Linked DNA regions of Pan troglodytes: region 2 is linked to region 1. Evidence: chromatin contacts called from public Hi-C data. All regions are on one chromosome and are shown on one strand. The core of a region is the stretch at or near the end of the contact, and the rest is flanking DNA. Distances in the headings are between cores, read along the strand shown. Region 1 overlaps FOXP1 (forkhead box P1). Region 2 holds the start of FOXP1 (forkhead box P1).

Region 1 (5,236 bases), core at 604-3,103:
GATTCACCAGACTCTCTCAGCAAGGGCATTTCAGCTTTGTTGTACAATCAAAGGTCATTCTTTGCCTTATTTTAATTAGTTTGTGTAGAAAATGGTATGTTTTTCATCAGTTCATTTTGGAGATTACTTTTCAAACAATAATGCCAAGAATAGTCAGTGTGCGCTGAATTTATTGTCGAGTTTCAAACTAAAGGTCAGGCCATTACAGATAAAAGGATGCTATTTTTCAAATCACAGTTTGTGTATGGCACCAAAAGGGACAGTGGATTGGCGCTACCCTCTGTTACTTACCGTCCTCTCTTTCCTTTGTAGCAGCAGCTTCAAGAGTTTTATAAAAAACAACAGGAACAGTTGCAGCTTCAACTTTTACAACAACAACATGCTGGAAAACAGCCTAAAGAGGTACCGACAATACATATTTTACTTTCAAACCACAGATCCCAGAGGACTATCTAGTGGCTATTAAACTGTCATTCATCTTTTAAATGATTGCACAACTGAGCTGACTCTATCGGTTCTCAGCTTTCAGACTGAGAATTATTGTCCTGTTTTCACTCAGATTTTTCTGGGTTCCATTTGCTTGCTGCCACATATTTTATAACACCACTGCACGTGTACCTGTGTGAGGAGCAGGAGAGGCATCGTTGACAGAGTCTTCAGGTTACTTTTTGCAACCTGGTAACAACTGAGGGCCAGGATGGAGCTGGGAGAAGTGAAGTGCTTTCAGGAAAATTTTACTTGGATGCACACTTAATTTTTTTTTTTTCCCCCAGCTCACAGAGCTTGGGTGTGTGGTGATGGCCTTTTCCATTGGAAGAATAACCCCTTGTGAGGTTGGATAAACAAACAAAAATGTTAGAACAAGATTAAACATCCACATCTTTTGTTTAACTTCTTCCTGCAAGTTGTACATAATGTAATTGCTAAAGGCATGTGCCAGAGAGCATGAGTTGAAGTTAGAGAAGACTCCAGCTTGGGTTGTGTTTTCTTGAGCAGGGGGGAAAAAAGTATATCATAATAGCTTCTATATGCACCACGCTTGGTAGTGTCCATAACTTATCACATTATGCCACACCATGAAGGTTGACACCATTCGTCCCATAAATGATAAGGCCTTTCTTTCCAGGGAGTTACCAGTTCACCTTCTATTCAGTTCTGCGTGGGTGAGACTCAGTTGTGGGAGTATCCGTGTGCATGTGTGCGTTATTATGACATCTTTCTACCCATTCCAGAGTTATCCAATTTAACTTGCCTCCTCATATTTTTACAGTGGACTGAAAATTCTTTTTGTTTAAGTGTTCTCCTTGGGATGACACAATTTATAATTCTATATACAGCACCTCATCCACTTTAACAGCTTCTTCACCAGCCCTAAGCAGGTGGCCACTTTTGTTCTTTTGCGGGGAGTCTTACCAGGTGACTCGACGTCCCTGTCCCTCACCTAAGTGAGGATGCTGGGCTGTGCTAATTTTACACCCTGGGAGTGACCCAGACATTCTCCCTTTGCTGCCTCCTCCCTTGACACAAATTGGGGACGTTTTCCATGTCCTGCCAAGTTTTCACCCTGGAGTCCTGTTGAGCAGCCGGATGTAAACCCCTGCAGAGTAGGGGCAGTTTTGGGGTGAACGGGAGGAGGTGTTTTAATGAAAATGCTGACACAACCTTAAGTACAGTGGCGCTCTACCGGGTGCTGCTATAATAAAAAAGGGAACAGATTAAAAAGTGTCTAAAATGTAAATCTAAAGGACTAACAGTAATTAAAATGGAAATGGCACAGGGAGGGAAGGCATGTAATTGTGAGATATCACTGTGCAGAAGGCTCTCAGCTTTGTTTTGCTGGCTGTTTTTCTAATTCAGCAGGGCTTACTCATCAGTGGCAGTTCAATGCGCGTTAATGACTCTGGGATTGCAGGCATCACTCTGGACAAAGAAATGATTATTGTGCGGTCAAAAGAAGTTCAAAGACAAGAAGGGAATTTCAGTTTTTTCCTTAGAGATCCACATTCAAGAGCATATAAATTAAGCCAAATGTTAAAAACCACAGTCTGAAAGCTGACTTCAAAGTCACAACTCTCTAATTAATGAACTGCGAGCTTCAGTTTGGACAAGTTGTGGTTTGATGCGCCCATAAATCAACATGACAGGCCTGTTTCACAGTCTCAGACAGTGCTTGTCATTGAGTCACATCAGATGTAAACACAGCAGAAAAAAGAAGGGGTATGAAGGAGGTGCAATTGATCAACAGAATTGGTAAAAACCCACTTTTGAAGCACATTATGCATGATCACAGGAAATGGTTACAGCCTCAAGAGGTTTCCCCTTCTGCTGTTGCTTTTTTGAATCAGATTGCTAACAGCCTTCAAAAGGGAGAATAAGAATTATGGAGTTTCTCCCCTGTGGCTTGCAGGCAATAACCCCCTGTTGTTATTTTGTGCTTCTTTCTTTTCAAAGGCATCAAAATTTAGTTTTTTAAAGATCTTTAACTCTATATTTGAAGACAAACAAAAAAGGGCTGCCACTGTCATTCTTATCAGTTACCAGGGATTGTGTTTTTCCTTTCTGTTGCCACTTCTTATTAACCTCTTATTTGGTCTGTGAGACATAGTTTGGAATGCACGTCTGCATGCTGGGAGAACATGAAAGTTCAGATGAGCTCAGAGGGCACATAAAGAAATGTGACGGGGAAAGTTACACAGCAGAAAGAAGGATAAAAGTTACCTCTCCCAAATTGCTGTTGTCAGAAAGGAAAGCATCTCAGAGCACAAAGATGATAGTGGTCCCTGAGTTTGGGAAGGGAGTGGCAGGGGGTGGGGAGTGTAGGGGAGAAGGAGAACACTTTGTGTCCAAACAAGGAGAAAGCAAGACATTGTAGGAACATTCTTGCATCTCCAGGTCGCTAGGTTTGCTGTGGTCCGTGCTTTGTCATCCACTTCCCAGGCAAAGGTGACCCAGGAGATAGGTTGCTTTGAATATCCTTTGAGGTAGGCAGACCAGTGGATGGGTCTCCTTGGATTCATGGTGCCAGTGGATTTGTCCGAGACCCCGGGTAACAATGCTTAGGAGATCTGTAGTTTCCTGAGGTAGGGACCAGTCTCCTGGAATTATCATGCAGGTGGTGGTCCTTTTGTGCTATAACGAGATGGAGTCACACGGTAGCATTTTCATGATGTGGACTGGTGGTTATGATTTTAACAAGGTTTGAACTTGGATGTTGACAGATGGAACAAGTATGTTAATTTACTGAGTCCCCAGTCATTAGCGGCTCATAATTTTATATTGTCAGGCTCCCCTCACCCCCTTTTTTCCTGTTTTGATTACCTCTGCAATAAGACACCTGATCTTTGGCCAGAATGATGTACCTTTGCTTTTTTTTTTCCTTCCCTCCTAAAGTTGCCTTGAGATGTTTCCTTGGGAAAGTTTGGCTCCATATTGGGTTGGACCAAGACAGGACCTTCCTTAAGAAGATACGTGCTCTTAGGTAGGGGAGGAAGAGAGGACGTAGGCCCAATACAGCTATTGAAGTGACTGCTCATGAATATTGGACAGAAGTGGTGAGGAAAATAGACAGCAGAATTCATTTTAAATCGAGCTACAAAAAAAGATTCCATCCTGTGCGGGTGAGGTAGGCTAAGTTGATTGTTTTAAAAGGGCCGTTTGTCCCGGGCAGTTATGACAGTTTATGTTAGGCAGTAGGGAGTAGCCGAAGAAAGGAAAACAGACCTTTGACTGCAGCTCTAGGGAGGGGATCCGAAACTCGAGGTTTATCAGGGCATTTTAGCATTTTAACACTGACTACTGACCTGCCGAGGGGACTGCACGGAGACCTTTTTTGTATGCATTCAATTGTGAGAAGTAAACAAATGGACCCGTATCCTGTGTTTGGTAACTGGGTGGGGAGCGCAGTTTGGCAACCAGTGTTGCTTTTAAATTCTTTCTTTGGACAATGGGCCTTGTATACTTTTATATCCTGGCTTTTCAAACGTAGACAGCTTTCATGAGCTTTTCCTAGGGATGGCCACAGAGACAACAGAAAAGGCATCAGTCATTTTACATAAATACAAAATTTTTAAAAATTTCATTTACAGTAAGGCAGGAAACACCCTCCCCCACCTCCAGCTGTACCCCCCCCATTATATTCTGCTTTCAGAAAAGCTAATTCCCTGATCTTTTATTGTGTCAATGTTGTTTTTTTCTCTTCCCTTTTTTTTGTAATGTTGTGAGTTAATATCTGTTGAAGAAGTGAAAAAATCGTTTTGACATGAATATAACTATCATTGGGTTTTACATTAAATGTGATAACTTGGGAAGGGGTGAAAACAATTGGATCATTTTATGCATGCTGTTCTTAAAATGAAAACACTGGCTTTTCATTTAAATTTATTTAAATTTTTGTTGTTAGTGGTATAGAATTTGTTTTTTGGAGTGAAACTCAATTAACTTTCTCAGTGGCATGGTAGTAAGTCTGAAATTGGTTGCTAATATGAGAATGATGGTTTTTACTGTAAAATAAACTACATGAAGACTGAAAGGAAACCACCATTTTTCTCTTTCTTTGAACTTTGCATCAGAAGGTCTTGATATACATACCATTTTATGGATGTATCAGATCAAGGTCATGTGTTAGGTTAAGTGAATGCAGTTGTTTGTAAAGTATGGTTATTAGCCAGAACATGTAAGCTCTGAAAGGGCTTGGATAGTCCTTTTAGTTGTAAAAGTCTCTCTGATCTTTTGAATCATACTCAGAATTAGGAACACTGATCTTGTTCTTTTCTTGAAGAAACTTTTCTTTTTTTTTGCTACAGTTTGGGAAGGGTTAATTTTCCTTTCATAATTGTTAGCCATAATGTGGCTAAGACCTCCACCTCGATACGATTCCTAGCAGATTAAGGATATTAGATAATTTCCTTCTATTTATTGTACTACTGCACTGTATTATCTTTCTATCACTCAGATAATTACTGAGGAAATCTACATTAATTTTTTTGGCTGAAGCAAGGCCTGCTAAACACAGGAATGATGTATTGATGTTTTACACAACAAAAGTTTTCCTCCTGTCATTGTCCAATCAACAAAAAGATATTTATCATATCGTAAAGCCCCTTCTTTTCAAGAACAAAGCAGATGGGGGAAGCAGGACAAGCCACCAGACCTGGGAGTTTCTGAGACTAAAGCCATGTTAAGGCATCTGAAGCTTAGACTGTCGTTCATATTAAACTCACAGTCGAGTACGATGTTG
Region 2 (5,329 bases), core at 1,721-4,220, 530 kb before region 1:
TCTGATACGTTTGGGAAAATTTTGGCTGCAGTTAACTATAATTTGCTAATTTTGCATTTACATTGGTTTTTTTTTCTCCTGTTACTTAAAATATAACGAAATGGGGACAAGCACCTTTGCCTTGGTGTAATTAAAAATAAAATTATGTCAGGAACATCTGTTTTCAAAAGGGATTTCTATTTGTTTTATCACCAAAAGGTGGCGTCCTACCCCCATGCCCTTTATTTTAAAACCTTTCTTGCTTTAATTTAACAAAAAGAAACTTCCAGTTGATTACTGATAAAGAAATTAAAATCTGCTCCCCACGAATGTAACGTGACAGTGTTGAAAATGAACAATATGTTAAGCTGCAGTTAAGTTTCCCTCTAATGTAAACCAAATGGACATCGAGTTCTTTAATAAGGCAGCACAGCACATTAGACAGTATCATATACAAAATTGAGTACAATATATCATGGGATTTACAACCAGGATTTCCTTTTGTCTGCAAAACTTGTTGCCAACCTGACTGTGGCCCCCACTTGCAAGTGAATGTAGAATTTAAGGCAGTTAAAATGCAGAATCAGATTAGCAGCAATCTAAAGATCTTTTTAGTATTGCGATGATAATAATTTTTAATAAACACACTGCTTAATCTGAAAAACAAGATCAGAGGATGAATTGTTCTTTACAGACTATGAATAGATCTGTTACATTTAAATAAGTCGTTATTCCCCTGAGTTATAATTCTACAGTCAGGCATATACCATAAACATGTTATATTTGGCATAAAGTACTTTAGAAATTAAAAACCATTTTTAATAGGTTGACCACTACAGAACCAGTAGACTGGCTACTTTGTAGATTTCCACTTAATTCCATGTGAATTCAGCATATGGAATTTCCAGTGATGTCAAAGAGTTGTTGGCAGTATTAACTGAGTTGACATAAAGCTTTTAGATCAGTGCCTAGGTCATAGTATTTAATAAATGTTAGATGTTATTATTGACAGCTGTAGACTGTGAGCTCCTCAAGGGCAGGAATTTTTATTTTTTCATCCCTCTGTGCCCACTCTGTGGTCTAGAACACAGTGGGTATGTCATTAATCCCTTTATGTCTTGACAAACAAGACATCGAACCCTAGCCTCTAGGAAGCTAGGACATTCCATACAAGCTAAAATGCATTTTATTGGTCTAGATTCTAGTCTAAAAGATTCAGTGAATAGTCTTATCTGGATAGCATGGAACTTTATGCAGCATGCATGCAATGTGAATTCTACCAGGCTGAAATTACCTTAGCAGCCTCCCTTTCTTTTATTCTGTAGCATCAGCGAATGGCTTTGTTATTTTTTTTTTTAACTTGCGAAAGATACAATTTCAAAGCGATAGTCTTATGCCACCCTTGAAATTGAGATTTAAGTTCTTCTGTAAATTAATGTTTAACAATATTTGTAAAGGGGCATTACCCGAAAGAATTTAATAATAACCTTTTCAGGATATTATCTACAACTGTGCTGGTCTCAAGACCAAAGGGACAGTAAGCCTCTCCCCTCCCCGCAAGGGGAAGTACTTTGTAGGAATCCACAGGGGTGACTTTTAATATATTCTCATAAAGAATTGGCCTGGTGTACACCATCCAGCCAGTAGCTGGAAATGCTGGTTTGGGAGTCTGGCCACTTCTGTGGTGGTGGGTCTGAAAAAATTTACTTCTGTTAACAACAACAACAACAACAACAACAACAACAACAAGACATAGAGGTCTTACAGCTTTCCAAGTCACGTTTTGGAAACACATACTCTGCTTCCTTCTCTATGCGTATTGATAAAAGTGAAAGAAATACTAGTGTCTTTTGTTTTATGTATGTATATTTCAAAACATTTAATTCAGGCTCTTAGTTTATTCCTTCGAATTTCTAAATTCAACCAAACTTCAAAAACCGCAAAAAGAAAAAAAAAAAATCTCACCTTTTCAAAGAATTGGACAAAGCTTTTTGCACGTGACTGATCACTGGGAGAGCAGGTAATTTGTGTTAAACAACGGACTGACATGCTAGCCCCCAGGCGTTTTCTTAAGAGGAGTCGTGGCAAGAACACAGTTCCTGATGCAGCCACTTTCCCCCAAAGTGGACTCGACTGCACATTCCTGCAGTGGCTCTGACAAGGGGGCAGAAGCTCGTCCCACATTCACACTCTCCTGATTCCGAGAAACAGGGGAGAAAACCCCTCGCTGGCTGGCGGGGTTTCTGTTTCCTTGCGAACAGGGGTTTGTCCTTCTGCTGAACTTTCACCTCCCGAACTCGCCTTCTTTCATTGGACAAAGTGCAGAAAGAAAGAGGAGAGACCGAGGGAGGACGGGAGAGAGGGAGAAAGGGGGTTGAAAACACCACCTCCCACCCCGCTCTCCTTCAACTGTCACTGATGGCAAAACACTTTCACTTTTAACTGGAGGAAACTCACATTCTAGCCTGTCCTCTCCCCTCCCTTTCATATTTTTAGCTCAGAATCCAAGCAAATAGCCATCGCATTCCCATCTTCGTCCCTAGTTAACACTCTCCCTTCTCGTTTTTTCCGCTGTCTGAATGGGCCCCCCATTTCCCATCTCCTGAGGAATCTCCCCCTCCGCCCCCCTGCCCCTTATTTTCCAGGTCTTTCCTGCCAGATCCCTCTGTTGCCAGGGACTGCTCTGGCGTTCCCTTCCTCTCTCTGGCCCGCGGGGCTCTGCCTCCCTCTCCTCTTTCCAATCCTGCCCGGACGCCCCTCACTTCCCCCTCCCTGGATCCCTCCCCCCAACCTCCCCCCCATTCTTGGGCAATTGCGATTTTTTTTTTCTGGGAGCCCGGTTGTTTACCCAGCAGGTGGATGTGACGTCAGGGACGCACAACAGCAAAAAATAACAACATCTCCCTCCGCGACGTGTTGGCCTCTCTCGCGCGCCTTATTTATTTATTTGTTCCGGGATGTCGGGGGGGAGGGGGGAGGGAGGAGGGAGGAGGGGGGTGGGCGCCAGCGCCCCGGCGAACGGCAAAGAGGGAGCCGCTCCCGCTCGGAGGGCCGCTGGAGTGCCCAACGGGGTGCGTGAAGCGGAGAGGGGACCCCTGCGGGAGATAGAGAGTCGGGCCGGGGTGCGCCCCCGGGCCGGTGCTGCCCGCGCCTCTGCCGCCGCCGCCGCCGCCGCCACTGGCGCTGGCTGGGCTCCGGGAAGCTAGTCCGGAGCGGAGGAATCTATTGTTATTTATTGTGTGGCGGTTGCACGCTGTACTCGCGGCGGCCCGGCCCTCGCCCGGGAGTGCGTGTGTGCGCGCGTGTGTGCGCGAGTGAGTGTGTGCGCGGGGTGCGCGCGCGGGCGGGAGTGGGCGCGCGCGGGGAAAGGCCCGAAAACACCTTAGTTTGCACCGAGAGACCATTTGCAGCGGGTGAGTTTGTATTTTTCCATTTCTGCTCCACTTTTTCCCAAGCCGCCTCCTGTCTTGTTTCCGCCACTTTAAACAACAACAACAACCAGCACAAAAAAAAAAAAAAAGAAAGAAAAAGAGAAAAAAATGGAAAAAAAAAAAAACTACTTTCCACCTCCAGGCTCCACGTGCATCTCCCCCAGCCCTCCCCTCTCTTCCTCTCCCCCCCCGGGTCGAGGCCCAGCTCTGGGATGGGTGGGGGCTGCGGGCCGGCGCGCGGGTGGAGGGAGCTCCGGCGGCGCCCGCACCCTTTGGGTTTATTTGCATAAGTCAAATGGGGGCGGGGGCGGTGGCGACTGTGAGGAGGCGAGATCGCCTGCCCGTAGGCCCCTTCACGCCTCTCTCTGCGCTCTCCACGATCGCCTAGGGGAGAGAAATCAATAAGCCCAGGCCGCCTGGCGCAACTTTCGATGCCCGGCGTTGGCGTCCGGTGGCCGCCCGGGCGCGGGGCCGGTGCGGGGTCCCGGGTCCTGGCCGCGGCGGGAGGGGGCGCGCGCCGGGCGCCTCCTAGGCCCAAAGTTTAGACTTGGAGCAAACTTTTCCCCTTCCTTCTCCGCGGGTGTGTGCCCCCTCGGTGCCCTTGAGCTGCCCCGCGGGCCCCAGCAGACTGACTGTGGTGCCTGGCCCTGGGCCCCGCATTGGGGAACTTCCCCGCTGCCACGCGCGCGTTACCCCGAGAGTCAGCGGCGAGGAAGCTCTCCCGCCACCCCCTCGGAGCCCGGAAAATTCAAACACGCACCTGCGCACCCCCAGCCAGACACGCACCCCTACGCGCGCTCGGCCTCCGCTTTCCCGAGACGAGTCCGCAACAGCCGTGGCCAGATCCACGGGTGGGTGCGGGAGCCGGATGCGCTGCGAGGAGTCGCCGCGCCCGGATCTCTCTCCCACCATCACACACATTTTCTGATTTTACCCCCCTCTGAAGCTTGGGGGACGGGGAGATTTCCCAAGCTCCGATTTGTCCTGCGTCGCGCGCGTGTCGCCTCGTCCCTCCGGCCCTGTCCTGGCGGCCGATGGCTCTCCGTCCCTCGCTTGCGCGCAGCCTTCCTCCCGAGCTCCCTGCGCTCTATTCCTGTCCCGCCGAGACGACTCCCTGGAGCCAGCGAGCCGAGGCGGCGTGCGCTTCGAGTGGGGACCACGGCGGTGGCGGCGGCGCCGGGAGCCGAGGAGTTTGCCAGTTGCCGCGGGGTCGCGGTCATTTGCTGCCTCCGCCTCCCCTCGCCCCCGCCTCCCGCCTCCCTCTTTTTCAGACAACGTCGCTCTCGGAAACTTAGATTCCTTCTTCTTTTTGGCCCTCGACGAGCCCCCCTCCCCACCTGTTGTGAGCTCCGCCTTGGTCCCGGGAGACTGGCAGTGACACACACGGGCTCTGGGGAGCTCCGCGCCCGGAAACAAAGTCGCATGCCCCCCTCCCATGTGTTTGCTTCGAAATCGCTGCCTGCAGCCCCCCATTCCCGCGCAGCTCCCGCCCCCTGTGAGAATAAGGACTAAATAAACAGTTGTAACTCCAAACCTTGCGCCCGCGATCGTATCCCCATCCCACCCCCTTCTCCCTATTCCTCCCCCCTCCTTTATGTTGTTGCAACTTTGTGAGATCCTGGGGAAGGTGCTGAGACTTTGGCTCGGGCCGGTTTCCCGGTCTCTGGATCTTTGCAGGGATTCCCTGAGCCGCATCCTCTCTTCCCTCCACGCGCACTCGCGGGTCCTCGGAGCCCGCTGCCCTCTCTGTCCTGGCCCCTCGGCCTACTCACCCGTCCCGTCCCCTTCAGTTCCCCCCAGCCTGCACGGGGAAGACTTGCTGAGGGTCGCCCCGGTTTCTTGTCGACTGCAGAACCCGAAAGTTTGTAAGAGGAAGAGAGCGCGCGGCGAGCGAGCGAGCGGGCCGGGGGCAGCGGCAG

The links. A called contact is a pair of places that touch in the nucleus more often than the background predicts.
Region 2: a Hi-C map of stem cell-derived neural progenitor cells shows a contact between it and region 1, with 5 times the contacts expected there. The contact joins the promoter of FOXP1 here to the enhancer-like site in region 1. A contact is called at or near these places in 1 of 7 Hi-C or Micro-C datasets (stem cell-derived neural progenitor cells) and 1 of 1 datasets of contacts at active chromatin or transcription factors (stem cell-derived excitatory neurons).

Annotation. Positions count from the first base shown.
Region 1 is chr2:75,039,773-75,045,008 of NHGRI_mPanTro3-v2.0_pri, reverse strand. FOXP1 (forkhead box P1) reads left to right here. Exons shown (of 19, transcript XR_010155275.1): 8 at 313-402. Among named protein-coding and RNA genes, the nearest start is that of MIR1284, 490 kb to the left of the region's middle. Within about 2 kb of position 1,853, at least 10 of the 24 cell types and tissues checked have an H3K27ac peak or open chromatin away from gene starts, as enhancers often do. A contact at or near this core is called in stem cell-derived neural progenitor cells, where this site is marked.
Region 2 is chr2:75,575,477-75,580,805 of NHGRI_mPanTro3-v2.0_pri, reverse strand. It overlaps FOXP1 (forkhead box P1), which reads left to right and starts at 2,970. Exons shown (of 19, transcript XR_010155275.1): 1 at 2,970-3,050. It overlaps LOC134809482, which reads right to left. Exons shown (of 4, transcript XM_063806304.1): 2 at 5,183-5,329.